Regions from separate parts of the Mus musculus genome. Here region 2 is linked to region 1. A link is a contact called in public promoter capture Hi-C data. All regions are on one chromosome and are shown on one strand. Each heading gives the region's core, a stretch centred on a gene start, on an enhancer-like site or on the middle of the called end of the contact. The rest is flanking DNA. Distances are from core to core; before and after follow the strand shown.

Evidence for each region. Promoter capture Hi-C pulls out the DNA fragments that hold promoters and counts their contacts.
Region 2: a promoter capture Hi-C map of erythroid cells shows a contact between it and region 1, with 2.4 times the contacts expected there. The contact joins the promoter of Pitpnc1 here to the promoter of Ccdc47 in region 1. A contact is called at or near these places in 1 of 39 promoter capture datasets (erythroid cells) and 2 of 9 other capture datasets (adipose tissue and pancreatic islet).

Annotation. Positions count from the first base shown.
Region 1 is chr11:106,213,135-106,217,871 of GRCm38.p6, reverse strand. Ccdc47 (coiled-coil domain containing 47) reads left to right here and starts at 1,505. Exons shown (of 13, transcript NM_026009.2): 1 at 1,505-1,723; 2 at 4,511-4,737. The coding sequence starts at 4,528. It overlaps Ddx42 (DEAD box helicase 42), which reads right to left and starts at 946. Exons shown (of 18, transcript NM_028074.4): 1 at 716-946.
Region 2 is chr11:107,468,014-107,472,714 of GRCm38.p6, reverse strand. It overlaps Pitpnc1 (phosphatidylinositol transfer protein, cytoplasmic 1), which reads left to right and starts at 1,995. Exons shown (of 9, transcript NM_001359616.1): 1 at 1,995-2,824. The coding sequence starts at 2,777.

The sequences.
Region 1 (4,737 bases), core at 256-2,755:
CTTAATAATTGTTCAGCTTAATAGCTGTTCAGGTATGTGTAGGAGACAATACAGAAATAACACTTGCAAATAGTAACAACAACAACAACACAGTAGGAAAGCCACAAAACCACAGCCTAAAGGGGTAGGGGTGAAAAGGGAAAAAGCTAAGATGACAGAAAAGTTTATATATGCTTCCAAACTTGACTAGTATAATTTTTTCCTTACGATTCTGATACAGGTTTTCAACCCATATATATTATTCAAATCAGGTAGGCTCAAGTAGGCCGCAAAAAGTTTGTAACTATGGTGATGATGTTAATCATGATCTACTCAAGGTTTCACAAAGATCAATGACTATCACAGCCTTCTAATCTGTCAACCTCCGCTACCGAGACCCTCCCCGCCTCCATTTGTGGGTCCGCAATCCCCAACAGCTACCTACAAGGATCAATACTCCTCCACTGGCTCTCACAGCTTCGGAGCCCAGCACCCTGAAAAATCCCTTCCTGGAGCCCATCAAGCACCGCCTCCGGAAAGCCGCCAAGTGGGCCTCGTTAAGACGTGCAAGGAGCAGAGCCGTGGGAAGGCAACGTAGCTCCAGAGGGCCACCTCGGGGCTCCAGATCGCGTACCCATCCCTGCCCGGACCCCCGCAGCCACCCGGGTCCCCAGGCTCTGCCGATTCTTTGTTAAACGAGGCCGAGGTTCCTCCGCCCTCGCCAGGCCCCAGTTACCTCTCGTGTCCCCCGGGCTAGCGGCACTGCGTCTGGCGAGCCCTTCACCCAAACCCGCTGCCGCGGCTGCAGACGCAGTTGCTACTCCAGTCGGCGCGAAAGAACCCCCGCGGCCCTGCGTACGCGCGGTGCGGGACCGCGTCCAGCCGCGCTCTTCCTCCGCCCCCTTCGCCGCCGCCTCACGGCCCGTTGCTGACTGGGGGTAGGGTGGGGGGAGCGTCTGACATGCGCGCTAAGTAGAGCGCGAGCCGAAGGGTGGGGCTGGGGCTACGGCTGCCGAAAGGCGCCAATTAATGCCGCTCTTCCGATTCCGGAACGCAACATAACTACGTCACACACCCCGGACGGGAATCTGGTCCTGGGTGAGGATTGTGTCTGGGTCGTGTAGTGAGGGAGTCTGCAATGAAGAGAGCCGCGGCGATGGGGAACCGCCCGAAAAACTCAAGGTAATAAGGTGTTGATTGGAAACTTCATTTACATAAGAATGTCCACCTTCCCTTAGCTCTTGTCCCTTGCCAAAAACCAAAGCAACACAAAAAACCCACGACTCGGGCAACATTTCCCTTCATGCCTCTGTCCACATGGCCCCATAGACTATGGCCACCTTTAGCTTCCGGAGCATCCGATCAAAGTGACGTCTACCCGACGGACGGAACCCTACGGGAGAAACGCAGCCTCCGCTAGTTAGAGCACTTGTAGCCCAGGGGACGCTGGGGGTTACGTAATTTTCCCAGCAGCCCTAGCTCGCCTTGCGCGGATGTCCTGAAGGCCGCGCCCCGCCCCCACCCCGCGCGCAGGCGCAAACTAGCTGTACGCATTCTACGTAACGGACGGCTGAAGCTACGTGAAGAGTAGGGTGCCGTGACTGAGCTACCTGTTCTGGGCTGTTCAGTGACATCGCGGCCCGCAGATTATCTTTGCGACCTGAAGACAGAAACCAGACAAAGGCAGGCTGGTTGGAGGTAGTGGCCTCAGGAGCCCCGGGCCCGGTTGCAGCCTCGGGTGCAGGTAGGTAGCGGGGCCATGACATTCCAGTCGGTGTGACCGTGCCAGGCCGAGCGGTGACTAAGTTGCATGGCCGCAGAGCCAGGTACTGTTTCCCTCCTAACCAACCCTTTAAGTCCGGCCGGTGGTGACATGCATCAATACCCTCAACTTATCTTTCCAGAATTAAAAGAAAAAAAAAAAGACTAAACCTCTGTCCATCCTTTTCTGCTCCATTTTATGTTGGGCTTTAGGAAGATTTGGGGGAAGGTTTCGAGTAGATCCCAACCAACAGGACAAAATCTGAGAAAATATCTGGTGTGTAGCCAGAAGAATAAAAGAGCATCGAACTAGGCTTCTCCGTGGTGGACCTAGGACTAGACACTAGAAGTTTCACGGAAGCAACCGCTTCTAGAGTCGACCTTACCCGAAGGTTTCTAACATGCAAGTTATTTGTAACCAACACTTTACTTTGTAAGGTGACAGTAATGTCTACATCATTTCTAGAAATTTCATCATTTTGACTGATGCCACAGAGGCCTGGGAGGACAAGCAATGATTGCTACATATACTCCTTTTTACTGAGAGAGCTTGCGGAAGATAATCAAGATGGGTGTGTTAATGTTGTGCCTGGCTTGGAGTCTAGTGTTTTCTGCTTCAGAAGTCCTAGAGGCTGGATGGCCTGGCAGAGAGCTGTGCATCTGAGAAATGGGTTGACAGGTCCAGCTGAGTCTTATCAGAAAGCCAGTGCACAAATGGCTTGGATAATTTTAACATAAATAACCTTGAGGGAGCCTGTATGAATTCCATTAGAAACACTTCTGTGTTGTGAACACTCCTGGTATAGACTGAAATGGCCAGACTGTCAAATTGACAGGGATATGTAGTTACTTCTGCTTGGACAGGGAGCCACTAAAGCAGACGCTCTTTGTTCTTTGAGGCAGTGCCTCTTACTCTTGCAGGCTGGCCTAATATCACTATGTAGGACAAGGCAGGGCAGGCCACTGGAACTACTATACCTGCCACCACCCCCACCCCCTTAAGTATAGGGTCTCGCTATGTAGTCCTGGCTAGCCTTGAATTTGGACATGTGCCTGCATTTGACTCCTGAGTACTGGGATACCTCACCCACCCTACCGGCCCCTTGGAGCTTTTGAGACAGGGGTCTCCTGAAGCCTGGACTCACTATGTAGAAGAAGATGGCCTTGGACTCTCGGCCTCAGTCTCCCAAGTGCTGGGATTACAGGAGTAAACCGCCACACCCAATCTTATATGGTCCTGCTATCAATTTAGACAGTCTCAACAGCTTGAGTTACATCCCCAGCCTCCCTTTGTAACATTTTAAAAATTACATTAATTTATTTATTTGGGTCAGGCATATATAAAGGGGGAGGTATTATATCGCTGTGCATGGAGAGGTCAGAAGACAACTTCTAGTTTAATCATCAGTCGTAATACACATACCCTATCAGTAATAAAACTCTTACACGCATCTATCCTTTAGGCTGAATTTCAATGCTTAAAAACAGATGTTTATTGTTTTTGTTTTGTTTTTTAGATAATTAAAGATATAGGACTGGTGTTTAGATTAGGGAGCAGAATTGAAAATGTAGCATAAATGCTTTTGTTGGTTGGAAATATTTTTGCATTGTACTCTGTGATTTCATACAAAATCAGTACCTTCAGTCTGAGCCCGTGGAGTAACGTGGTAGTTGGACTGATGCATCTTCTTTCTGTACTTAAGTGTTCACACTTGCGGTGATCTGAGCAAGTGTGTGTTCAGGAGAACGTGTCTGCAGGCCAAACACAGATCTACAGTTGGTCTGTAGGTAAATGGCTGTCTCTTTTAGTACTGATGGTGAAGCCAACCTTATGTATGTCACAAGAATGACAAGAGTTACACTGGCTTCTTTCCAGTCTGCGTGGTTTTTATTTATGGATTATTTTGTAACTATTTACATATCCATAATTGTATCTTATTCTCTATAGTCTTTAGTTCTTTTATAAAGGATTTTTAAGAATAATTTATTTATTTTTATTTTATGCACTTTGGTGTTTTGCCTGTATGCATGACTGTGTGAAGGTGTTGGATTCCCGAGAGCTGGAGTTGCAGACAGTAGTAAGCTGCCATGTTGGTGCTGGGAATTGAACCTGGGTCTTCTGGAAGAGCAACCAGTGCTCTTAACTGTTGACCCATCTCTCCAGACCCTAGAAAGGTTTTAATAGTCTCTCAAAAATACTTTTTTGGTTTTTTGAGACAGGGTTTTTCTGTATAGCCCTGGCTGTACTGGAACTCACTCTGTAGACCAGGCTGACCTCAGACTCAGAAATCCACCTGCCTCTGCCTCCCAAGTGTTGGGATTAAAGGCGTGTGCCGCTATGCCCGGCTTCAAAAATATTTTTGAGGGGGGAAAAAAAACTATGGAATGTATAATATACAGAAAGATTTTAGAGAATTGAACCAAAAGAAATCAATTGTGTATCCTTGTTTTTACTGATAGGATCTGGATAGACCCCATACCTCTTGGCTTCGGCTCATTGTTTCCTTTACGTAGGGCTTTCAGAATCCATGAGTATTGAGGAAGAGAAAAGCAGGAGGCATTTGTGAGATTGTTTTATTTTTCTAAGTAAGGGTCAGCCTGTAGGCAGGCCTTGCCTTGGACTTCTGATCCTCTTTCTACCTCCCAAGTAATGGGATCACAAGCATGTACCACAACTCCTACCTGGCTCTTAAATGACTTAACAATTTACAAAAGACAATAATCACGCATGTGCAAGGGTCGTTCACTTAGCATACACTGTTTCTCACAGCTTGTTTTTAAGGTGCAATGAAAGCCTTCTATGCTTTCTGTGTGGTCCTCTTGGTGTTTGGGAGTGTCTCGGAAGCCAAGTTTGATGATTTCGAAGATGAGGAAGACATAGTAGAGTATGATGATAATGATTTTGCTGAGTTTGAGGACGTCATGGAAGATTCTGTTACGGAGTCGCCTCAGCGAGTGATCAGCACTGAAGATGACGAGGACGAGGCCACCGTGGAG
Region 2 (4,701 bases), core at 746-3,245, 1.3 Mb before region 1:
AAAAAAATAATCAAAAACAAAACAAAAAAAAAGAAAAAAAGAAGAAAAAAACAAAAAAAAAGAAAAGAAAAGAAAAGAAAAAGAAAAGTACAGCCAGCCAGCAGTGTCTGTGGGTTCCCTGTCAGTGCATCCACTGTCCCACGGATCAAAACATACTCAGAAACCACTAATGTACGGAACACATGGCAGATGTCCTTACTCTCTGAACAATGCGATATAACAACTATTCACATGCCATGCACATTACATTAGATAGTATTAGCAGTCTAGAGATAATTGGAAATACACAGTAGGAAGCCACTGTGAAGATGATTAAGTGCCATTCTGCTAAAAGGAAAAAAGAAAAAAAAATCATCTTGGGTTCTTTTTGTCTCACAAGCTTCCAATTCAACACTATCAGGTCAAATTTAATGATCTACCTTGAAGGACGGTGGTAGCCTACACCTTTAATTCCAGCACTTGGGAGGCAGAGGCAGGTAGGTAGGTCTCTGAGTTCAAGGTCAGTTTGGACTTCAAAGTGAGTTCTAGGACAACCAGGGCTAGACAGAGAAACCCTGTCTCAAAAACAAAACAAAACAAAATTTCTCAGGGTGTTTGGTTTACCTTTAATTAGCTGCTGTAAATATTTCAGAGCCAACTTTGGGAAGCATTTATCTAGAAAATAGTTTTCTTTCTTTGTCTCTCTTTCTTTCTTTCTTTCTTTCTTTCTTTCTTTCTTTCTTTCTTTCTTTACCAGAATATAAGCTATGTTTAGGGTGTCATTTTCCTAGCAGGCTGGATCATGTTCCCTGAGCTCTAAACTTGGGTCATCTGGACAACATTAGCCAGAGCCCACCCTCATTATGTTGATTAGTGACTTATTGAGCATCATTTTAACATACTATACCATTGAGGCCTGCAGAGTCTGCATTGCCCAATGCAAGCTCTATGGGTGAATGTGGGTCTCCAGAACTCACAAATGCACACACACACACACACACACACACACGTTTGTGTGAACATATGCATCTATGTTTGAGAGCCAGTGATGTTTACACATTATCCTCCTATAGGCAGTGGATGCACTTTTTTCCTCCATTTTTAGGAAAACAAGCTAAAAAAAAAAAAAAAAAAAAAAAAAAACAAACCAAAACCGAATGCCAGACAAATGAAAACCAGACTTCAGCAGTTACATGCTGCTTCCTGAGTAACTAAAGAATGTGCTTCTTGTGGTTAAAATGAGAGATCTGTTTAATATGGATGAAATACCAACACCCCGGGCATTTTTATTGACATTTCACTGTGACTTTTTGAACTTAGGAGTGCTGACACGAAAACCTATTCTTTCTGCTCTGGGAAGCCTGCAGTTGGGATTGCAGAGAGCCAGGGAGAAAGAGGTAGCAGGCAATGCTTCTCTCTCTCTCTCTCTCTCTCTCTCTCTCTCTCTGTGTGTGTGTGTGTGTGTGTGTGTGGTTGCGAGCGCGCACGCATTTTTACTCTGTTTTCACCAACACTGCTGCAGAACTCCGCCTTGAGAGCATGTTAGAAAAACCCATTCTAAAACCATCATTTCTCTTGCTCCGGCCTTGCTTACTCCATCAGAGAGAAAAAAATGTTCGCTGTGAGCATTTGTAAACACGCCCCCAGCCCCAAAGTCAAGGGGCACTAGTGCACTTTGGAAACGGTTTCCAAAGCGACTAAGTAGAGAGCCCTATGGCACCCAGGTTACATTTGAAAACAGATCCAACGTTGTAAGAGTCCAGGATAGCTTCTTTGCGATTCTCTGTTCTCTTTGCGTTAGCTGTTCTAGGTTCTGGGACAGCCCTGGCGTCTGGCAGCAGACGGGAGAGACATGCTGTTTTGTTTAAATCCTCCACATTCTTTGCCATTTCCCCATTGGCCGGATGGGGCTACCCTCCCCGCCGCGGCCGCTGCTGATGTCAGCCTCGTCGCTCTCGCTCCTCCCGCACCCACCTCCCTGCCCCAGGCACACTGCAGCTCGGCGCGGACTCTCCAGTCGCGGCGAGGTGGCTGCAAACTCACGGGCACGCACGGCGCTCTCAGAGCCGAGGGACTCGGGGGAGGGGACGCGCGCAAGCCGCTGGCAGCCAACCGCCTAGGTTGAAGACACCCGGGGCCCAGAGCAGGGCAGAGCCTTGGCGGCTGCGGCTTCCCTTTTCTCTCTCAGCTGAGCTCCGGAGAGACTCGGGGACTGGCCCTAAAAAAGAGCAGGAAATCTTGTTTACCGCCCGGGGAGAGGAGCCCATCGAGCCTTTGTTTGGAAAGTCAGCATCGCCTGCTCCCGCGGCAATGTGTTCCTGGTGACATTAACCCACGGTAGACGGGTAGGAGAAAAAGGGGGCTCGCCAGGTTCAGCTCTGCTTTCGGAGGAGGATCCAGAGGAGACTTTTGTGCGTTTGTTTGAATTTGTGGAAATCCCTTTTCCTCCTCCTTTTGCCTCTCTTGCCCGCCGCCGGGCATGTCCTGATCTGGTGGCCGCGCCTACCAGCCCGGGGCTGCTGATCCGAGCTGTCTCCCGCGGGTCTCCCTCCCTCAGTGCCTGACTTTGCAATACCGAGAGGGCTGATCTCTGCGAGGAAGGAGGCGGGGGAGTCACAGACACCGGGACCCGAAGCTTGACATGCTCCGGGGCGGACCGGAGGCAGTTAGGAGCTGAGCGCACCACCGGGGCTGCTTCGCTTGCCGGTTCCCAGCGTCTTTGCCCTCCTCTGGGCTCCAGCCTTGCTCATCTGTTGGGACGCCCCCTTCTTTCCCGAGGTCTGCGGCCGGCAGGAACATGCTGCTCAAGGAGTACCGAATCTGCATGCCGCTCACCGTGGACGAGGTAGGCACCGCGCCCGGCCTCGCCCGCTCCGGGTCCCCAGCCGCCACCACTCGGCCGGCGGGTCCACTGCGTGCGGCGGGGAAACCCTGGCGCCCAAACCTGGAGGCTGGAGGGGGAGGAGGCAGGGGATTCGCTGTTCCCACTCGTCACCCCAGCAGAGGAAAGGCGGCGTGGGGGTGGGGCGGGGGAGTCCAGGTGAGCTCTTCGGGGACATCTAGAATCAGATTCCTGGGGACCACAATGCGTCACAGGGAGCTGTTGCGCCCCCTCCCTCCAATTAAGCAAATGCACAGAGTATAAGAGCCCAAGCATGCTCTGCAGCCGGAGTATCGGGGTAACCGGCCGTGGTGGTAGCCACTGTCCCCATGTCCTCTTTACAAGGTGGGCTTGCAGGGACAAATTCCGCGCGGGTGGGATCTGCAGACCAGAGTCCCGCCTTGGGGGCATGTGGGAGGCCTGGAGAGGGTCCGTTTAGAACCCGACTTCTTGTCGCCTCCGGTCTAGGCGCTGGCTCCTGCCCAGCCGAGCATCCAGGCTCCCTCCGCGATCTGGATTGTCCTTTGCTGACCGCCTGGCTCGGAAACTTTCTGCGTGTCTCGTTCCTTCCGCGGCGGGGAGCGTGGTCTTAGGAAGAGCCCCAGTGGTGGGGCCTGCGGCGCGGCCACCGGAGGGCGCTCCAGGCCGTCAGGCCGGGCCCTCCTGGCTCTGAGTATCGGGGCTGCAGGGTGGGGGGCTCCCCGCTCAAGGGCTCGGCCTCCACGCGCAGGTCAGCTTGCATTCTTCCGATTCCTTCTCCGCCCCCCGTCCCCCCTATCCGCGAGCTCCGCCATTGAGGAAACAGTGACTCAGTGAGGGTCACTCCGGCCCGGGCTTCCTTTTCGTTCCCCTTTCTCCCCACCTCTTTGGATATTTCATAAGTGCTTTGCGTCTGTCCAGGGACACACAGCCAGAACATGAAGCCAATCAAGGCAATTTGGGAAAGACTCCTGTGGTTTGATGTGGCAACAAATGAAATCAGCGATCCACGACGTATTTGTATTTAAAACCGGTGCATTTAATCTATCAGACATGTGATCTACTCACTACTTTGTGAAAGGGGCCTTGTGCTTTTGTGTTACTCAGACTATGTCTGGCTCCCTGCCCCCCCCCCCACCTCCCAGGGTGGTGGTGGTGGGGGCAATCTTCCTTCTGCATCTGGCGCCAGTGTTAAGGTGAGACCCTAGGACAATCCAAGGTAGGATCAAAGTAGCCTGAAGTTTACAAAACACTTGACACTCTACACTGGCTGCCAAAGACCGAGAGGGATAGCTTAGCCATGCCCCTCTCCCCACCCCCAGCCTTATCAACGAGCGTTTCTGGGGTGGCAGCATTTTGAACTAGGTCTTAAATGGTAGTTAGGTGCCTTATCAATGGGGAAGCAGCATACAGCTTTGTGGAGAATGAAGAAAGGCAAATGAATGGGATTGGACGTGCACACACACACCCCTCCCTGGTGCTGGTGTTTTGTGGACATGCTGTCTTCGCACCTCTGGGACTGCTGAGCAGGACCAGGGCAACCTGGAGGTGTCCGTATGCTTCCACTTCATTTCCTGCTTTGACTGTGGTTAATAGATAGGACTGTGCCATCCTAGGGCGCCAATGGGACTCAGTCAAATATTGAGGCAGGTTCTTTCTATGTAGTCCTGGCTGTCCTACAACTCACTATCTAGCCCGGACTGGCTTCGAACTCACAGAGATCTGTCTGCTGAGTTTAAGTGTATGTCACCGGGCTCAGCCATTCTTCCATGCTAACATCTGTTCATTATCCTGGTTGGTTTCCTTCAGATACTTTGTTAAGCACAGGGCAGCATCTCCCCCCCCTCCCCCCCCCCCCCGCA